Linked DNA regions of Anas platyrhynchos: region 1 is linked to region 2. A link is a contact called in public Hi-C data. All regions are on one chromosome and are shown on one strand. The core of a region is the stretch at or near the end of the contact, and the rest is flanking DNA. Distances in the headings are between cores, read along the strand shown.

Evidence for each region. A called contact is a pair of places that touch in the nucleus more often than the background predicts.
Region 1: a Hi-C map of subcutaneous adipose tissue shows a contact between it and region 2, with 1.9 times the contacts expected there. The contact joins the enhancer-like site here to the promoter of SLC20A1 in region 2. A contact is called at or near these places in 3 of 8 Hi-C or Micro-C datasets (liver, skeletal muscle and subcutaneous adipose tissue).

The regions. Positions count from the first base shown.
Region 1 is chr23:4,247,286-4,249,985 of IASCAAS_PekinDuck_T2T, reverse strand. It overlaps OGDH (oxoglutarate dehydrogenase), which reads right to left. Exons shown (of 23, transcript XM_038166865.2): 4 at 1,772-1,862. Among named protein-coding and RNA genes, the nearest start is that of OGDH, 14 kb to the right of the region's middle. Within about 2 kb of position 1,370, at least 1 of the 8 cell types and tissues checked has an H3K27ac peak or open chromatin away from gene starts, as enhancers often do. A contact at or near this core is called in subcutaneous adipose tissue, where this site is marked.
Region 2 is chr23:4,205,851-4,208,550 of IASCAAS_PekinDuck_T2T, reverse strand. It overlaps SLC20A1 (solute carrier family 20 member 1), which reads right to left and starts at 1,399. Exons shown (of 11, transcript XM_038166933.2): 1 at 1,243-1,399; 2 at 463-1,051; 3 at 244-384; 4 at 73-158. The coding sequence starts at 805.

The DNA of each region.
Region 1 (2,700 bases), core at 121-2,620, 41 kb before region 2:
GGGGGAAAAGGAAGCAGGCAGAGCTTGCCTGAAAGCCGAAAGGCATTCAGCATCATTCAGCATCACTCAGCAGGCGTGACACTCGGTGACAAAAGCTACAGCCCAGAGACAAAACGGATCCGTGCAGACGCCTGCGGGTGTGCGCGCCTCCGCGGCAGGACTCGGGGAAAAGCCTCGGGCAGGTTTTAGGTTTTTTGTTCCTCTGAGTTTCTGCTTTGGCCAGACAGCCAGAGGGCCTGCTCATCCTAAAAGCCTCCCTTGCAGCACTGCTGCTGCTGGCAGACACGGGGACTTGTTCCCCCTCCTGCGGCCAGGTTCGCAGCACACATCCCCCCTCCTCTTCCCATCACAGCCCCAGGCACGGGGCTCGCTCCTGCCCTAGCCACCGGCTCCTGGTGCTCAGCCCCGCTTTGGCACCGTATCAGATCTCGGGGTGAAGCAGCTTCCCTTTATCCCAGCAGCTGGGATGACAAAATCCTAACCCTTCTCTACCACTCCCAGCTCCTAGGAAGAAAATTAACTCTATCCCAGCCCAAAGCAGGACGCACAGGGAATCCTGGACAAAATTCAGCAGGCACCCCAGCAGGACAAAAGTTGGTTTTGGGGAAGGTTCCTCCTCCCCGTCCACCCCCAGCCGGGTGCCAGGAGATCTGGACGGGTGCGTGCTCCCATGGGCTGCTGCGCTGTGCGGGTTAGTGATCGTTACCGCGGCTCTAGGCTAAGTTAGAAGCATGCCTCTAGGAGTGCTCGCAGCACCGGGGTAAAACCCCCGGAAAGCACCAGCGAGGTGAGAGAGCTCAGCTGCTGCGCCCCTGCTCCAGCTGGAAGAACGGCAGCGTGCTGCGGAGATCCCGACTGAGGTTAAGCGCTTTCAGATTAGGGTCCACGTCCTCGGCACCACACACACGCTCCCGCGCAGCACACGTGCGTCTTTCACTCAAGGCACCGGAATTTCCACCCCCTACTTGTGCGGGAACGCGTCCCAAAGCTTCCTTGTCATGATCACCGGCAGGTTCTCATCGCTCAGTCTTGGGAAAAGGGGCAAGGCACCGATCTAAAGGTGCTGCATGGGGCTGGGAGCAGGGGAAGGCAGGGGCACGCCGGGACGCTTCTCTTGGCAGCGTCAGCCCGGTGTGGATGAGCCCAGCCCCTGCTCCCCAGTGCTCAGCGCCTGCTGGCGGGGCCCTACGAGAGCAGCAAGAGGTGCCAAGGCACCGGAGCTCGCGCTCTCCCCGGCACAAAACCTCTTGGCTGCTTGCCATTTCCAGAAGATGTGCTGGCTTCCCCCACGGGATGAGTTAATCCCGTTGCAAGGCGAGGAAACTCGCTGTGCTGGGAGGAGAAACAGCACGCTGGCTGGGACAGCCGGAGGGGGGCAGAGCTGCTCCGCCGCTGCGCGCTCCAGGAGTAAATTTGGAGTGATCATCACGAAGGAAACCTAAGAGCTTCCCTCTGCACGGGTGAAGCGCTCTACCTACGAAGCTGTGAAAGAGAGAGGAGCTCAAGCAATGCAGCACTGACTGCTGTCAAAGCCCTCACCCAGTTTGTCTGTGGATGAGATAATATCGGCCGGAACGGACGAGTCCAGGTCCGCATCCAAGATGCCCAGTGGGTCGAGTTGTGCTACATGATGCCCTCGAATCTATGAAATGGGCCAGGAGTGGACAGGAGAACAGATACCAAGAGGGACAGGAGAAAGGGAGAAAAACAAAAGAGGGGAGGGGTAAAAAAGTTAAATTACATTAGAATTAATTTGCAGAGCAATTCTCACCGACGTTTGGAGAAACAGTTACTGGTGCATCATCAAAATTTACACAACTAATGCCGAGAGGATCAAGCTTTGCAATGTGATGGCCCCTGACCTGGAAGCAACAACACAGATTAGTCATTAAAACAAGTTAGTTCAAGAAGCATTCCTTAACAGAGAAAATTCAAGAGAGTCATGCAGTTTCCCCTTTACATATTCCGCAGAGCTGCCGGACAGGAGGGACCCGGCTGCTCTCACAGCACGCCTGGCGCAGCTCTGCCATGGCACAGCTAACAGCTCCATCCATGGCTCCCAACGAAGCCTGGAGAAGCTGCTCAGCGCAGCTCTGTGCGTGGGGAAGAACCCCAGAGCACCCTGCACCAGGTACGGGTGCCACCCACCCAACCCCTCTCCGATTTCTGGGGGCCCCTCCGGAGCAGAGACCTTCCCGAGCACGAGCCCGAGGGCTGCCTGACTTCCCAGAGCTCATCTGACTTCCACCCCAAGCACCTCCTGGTGACAACAGTGACAACTCCACACTGCTCCTTTCCTTTTAAGCCTCAGGGCAATTTAAGAGCCAGTTTTCCTGATTCTGACTGATCTGTGCCCAACTGGCTCTCACGCCAGCATGGCACAGACGACACCAGCCTTGCCACCACCAGCGGTAACTCCAGCGAGGCAGAGGCACGTTATTTAGGAACATCTGCCTGCGCTATTAGGGGACTGCATCTCACAGCATCCTTTCTGGGAGAGAAGTCTGCAGCAAGGCCAAGGCGCAGGACGTGGAGCGCTCAGGCTGCTGCTGTAGGAAGAGCAGGGGCAGCAATATTGAAGGGCTCTGGCACTACAGGAGCACCGGCGGCTCCAGGAGGCATCTCGCTGGGTTTGTGTCTGCATCAGGAGCCACAGAGAGCAACGAGAAGCAATTCGTTAACTCAAGAGTTCCTTCAGGG
Region 2 (2,700 bases), core at 150-2,649:
CAGCCCCACTAACAGGCACGCTGGGAGCCCCCAGCAGCCCCAGGCTGTCCCAACACACAGCTTCATCCTTACCTTATGAAGAATGAACCTACGGACAAGGAAGAACAGGATAGCAGACATGATGCCAGACAGGAGGGGTGAGATGAACCAGGACAACACTAGGAGAGAAGAGGTGTGATTAGAACCACACTGCACACAGAGGGGGTCGTGCTGTGTCTGGAGCCATCACCTCACTGCACTCACCGATTTTTAGCAGCTCAGACCACTTGACACCTTCCTGCCCTTTGGCCACCAAGGAAAAGCCGATCGTTGCTCCGACAATACAATGGGTACCCGAAATGGGAAGCTTCAAGAACGAAGCCACAAGCTGCCACACGGCCGATCCTGAAGGGCGAGAACAAGGCCGGTAAGGGAGCCATCGGCACGGGGCAGCACGGCACGGCGTGGATCACGGGCACTCACCGAACATGGCGCTGATGGAGCCGGCCATGAGCAGCTCCTGCGTGGAGTTGTACATCTCCACGTCGATCAGCCCCTTGCGGATGGTCTCGCTGACCTTGGCCCCCAGCAGGACGGAGCCCACCGTCTCGAAGATGCTGGCCAAGATGCACGCCTGCCGGAGCGTCACCACGCCCGAGCCCACCGCAGTCCCAAAGGAGTTGGCCACGTCGTTGGCACCCACGGAGAAGGCCAGCACGAAGGCGATGATGAAGCCCAGCACCAGCATCCAGAGGAAGCCGGTGAGCGGAGCCGGCACCGCGCCGCTCTCCGCCAGCGCCGTGACACCGCTGGGGACCGAATCCATGGCTGCAGCCAGCGGTTTGGGGACGGACAGGGATGGATGGGGGGGGGCTCGGGGCCGGGATGTAAACAGAGCGTGAGGTACGGAGGTGCGACAATAAATAAGGTACAAAATTAAATAGGCTGCGGGCGGGACGCGGGGCCGCTGCTATAGGGCGCGGGCGGCGGCGGCGGCTGCGGGGCGGCCGGGGGCGGTCAGGGCCGGGCCGGGCTCCATGGTGAGGGCTGGCGGGGGGGCGGCCTCTTCATCCTGCGGACAGCGGGAGCTGAGCGGGCGGCACCGGCACCGCGCGGCCACAACGGCCGCTCCCGCGCCGAAAAAAGCCCCGAAACCGACCGGAATCGCCCCAAAATCCCTCCCAGGTGCCCCCACGTCCTCCCAACCCCCCCCCCCCCCGAGCCCAGCCCACGGCCGCCGCCACCCCCCTGAGCCCCGCTCACCGACAGCGCCCAGGGGCCGGGCCGGGGCCGGTTCCGGGAGCACCGGGACGCGGGCACCGAACGCGCGCTGGGGACGCGCTGAGCTCGGCCCGGCCCCGCCGCCCCCTGGCGCTTTTACCCTCCCTGCCACGTGACCTCCGCGACTCCCGGCTTAACCCCGTGACGTCAGGAGCCTCCCGGCGCTCCCATTCGCCCGTTGGCCGCCGGGAGGGCGGGGCCGAGCCGCTATTGGCTGCCGGCAGCCAACGGCCGGGAGCCGCTGGGGAACTCTTGGCGCGCCGCTCGGCGGGCAGCGCGCGTTGCGCTCCACGTGGGCGCCGCCCGGTTCTGGCGCGGCCCCGACCCGGCACCGGCACCGGGCGCGATCCGGGCCCCGGGCACGGCACCGGGCACAGCCCCGGGCTTGCCCCAGCTCCGCCCGGCACCGCCGTGAGGCTCCCGTGCACGGGGCCCGCCGGGCACCAGCCCCCGGCCGCCCCGGGCCCGCCGTGTCCCCCCCCCCGGTGCTGGCTGTGGCCGCCCCCAGGAGCCCCCCGGGGTGCCCGGGGCTGGCCCCGACCCCCCCCCACCCGCTGCTTTGCCGTGGGGTGCGGGGCTCTGTGTGTGTGTGTGTGCACGTCCTTGCACGCCGCTGTTGCACGCTTCCTGCTTCCTCGTGCACGGGGACACGTGCGTGAGCGCTGTCCCGTTGCTCGGTGCCCCCCTCGAGGCCGTGCCCGGTGCCCCGCGGCTGCCCAGCGCTTCCCTTGTTCGGGCGACCCTTGCCCGGCAGGAACCGTGGCCCAGCGGGCAGAGCCGGCTGGGGGCAGCGGGTCAGCGCGGCGCAGGAAGCCAGGGTGTCCGGCCGGGGGACTGGCAGAGAGCCCACCCGTGTCCAGCACTTGGCTTGTGTGGGGCCAGGGCACGGGTCAGTGGCTCGGGGCTGGGCCGTCGCGAGCCATCGCCTTGTGGGGCCACCTCTGACGTGGGCCCGCTGCTGGCATCCGCTGGGGGAAGTGGCCTGGGTGCCCCCGCCCCGCTGACCCCGCGTCACAGGGCCAGAGTCCGGCCCGTGTCCCTGCCGGCCCCGTGTCCCTGCTGGCCCTGTGTCCCTGGCCACGTGCAGCACCGGGCGCATGCAGCTGTGCTGCAGCCCTGGGTGGGCTTGAGGGCAAGGGGAGATGGGTGCTGGGGTCTTCTTACCTCTCCTGGCTCCTGTGGTGGCAGGGGATAACCCCGCACCCTGACCCCATCCCTGTCCCCCATGGTCTCCCTTTTGTCCCAGGTGAGCATCTGCTGGAGAATCAGGTGGGAGCCTCTGGACAATGCTGTGGGGACCCAGGACTTGGGGCTCCCAATCCCATTTCCTCCTGGAAACAATTTCCAAGCACATGGCGAAGAAAAACCCAATGAAGAGTGGGCAGTGTGGACTTCCAACAGGGACACTGAGCTTAGCTGGCCTGACAGCCTGCACAGTGA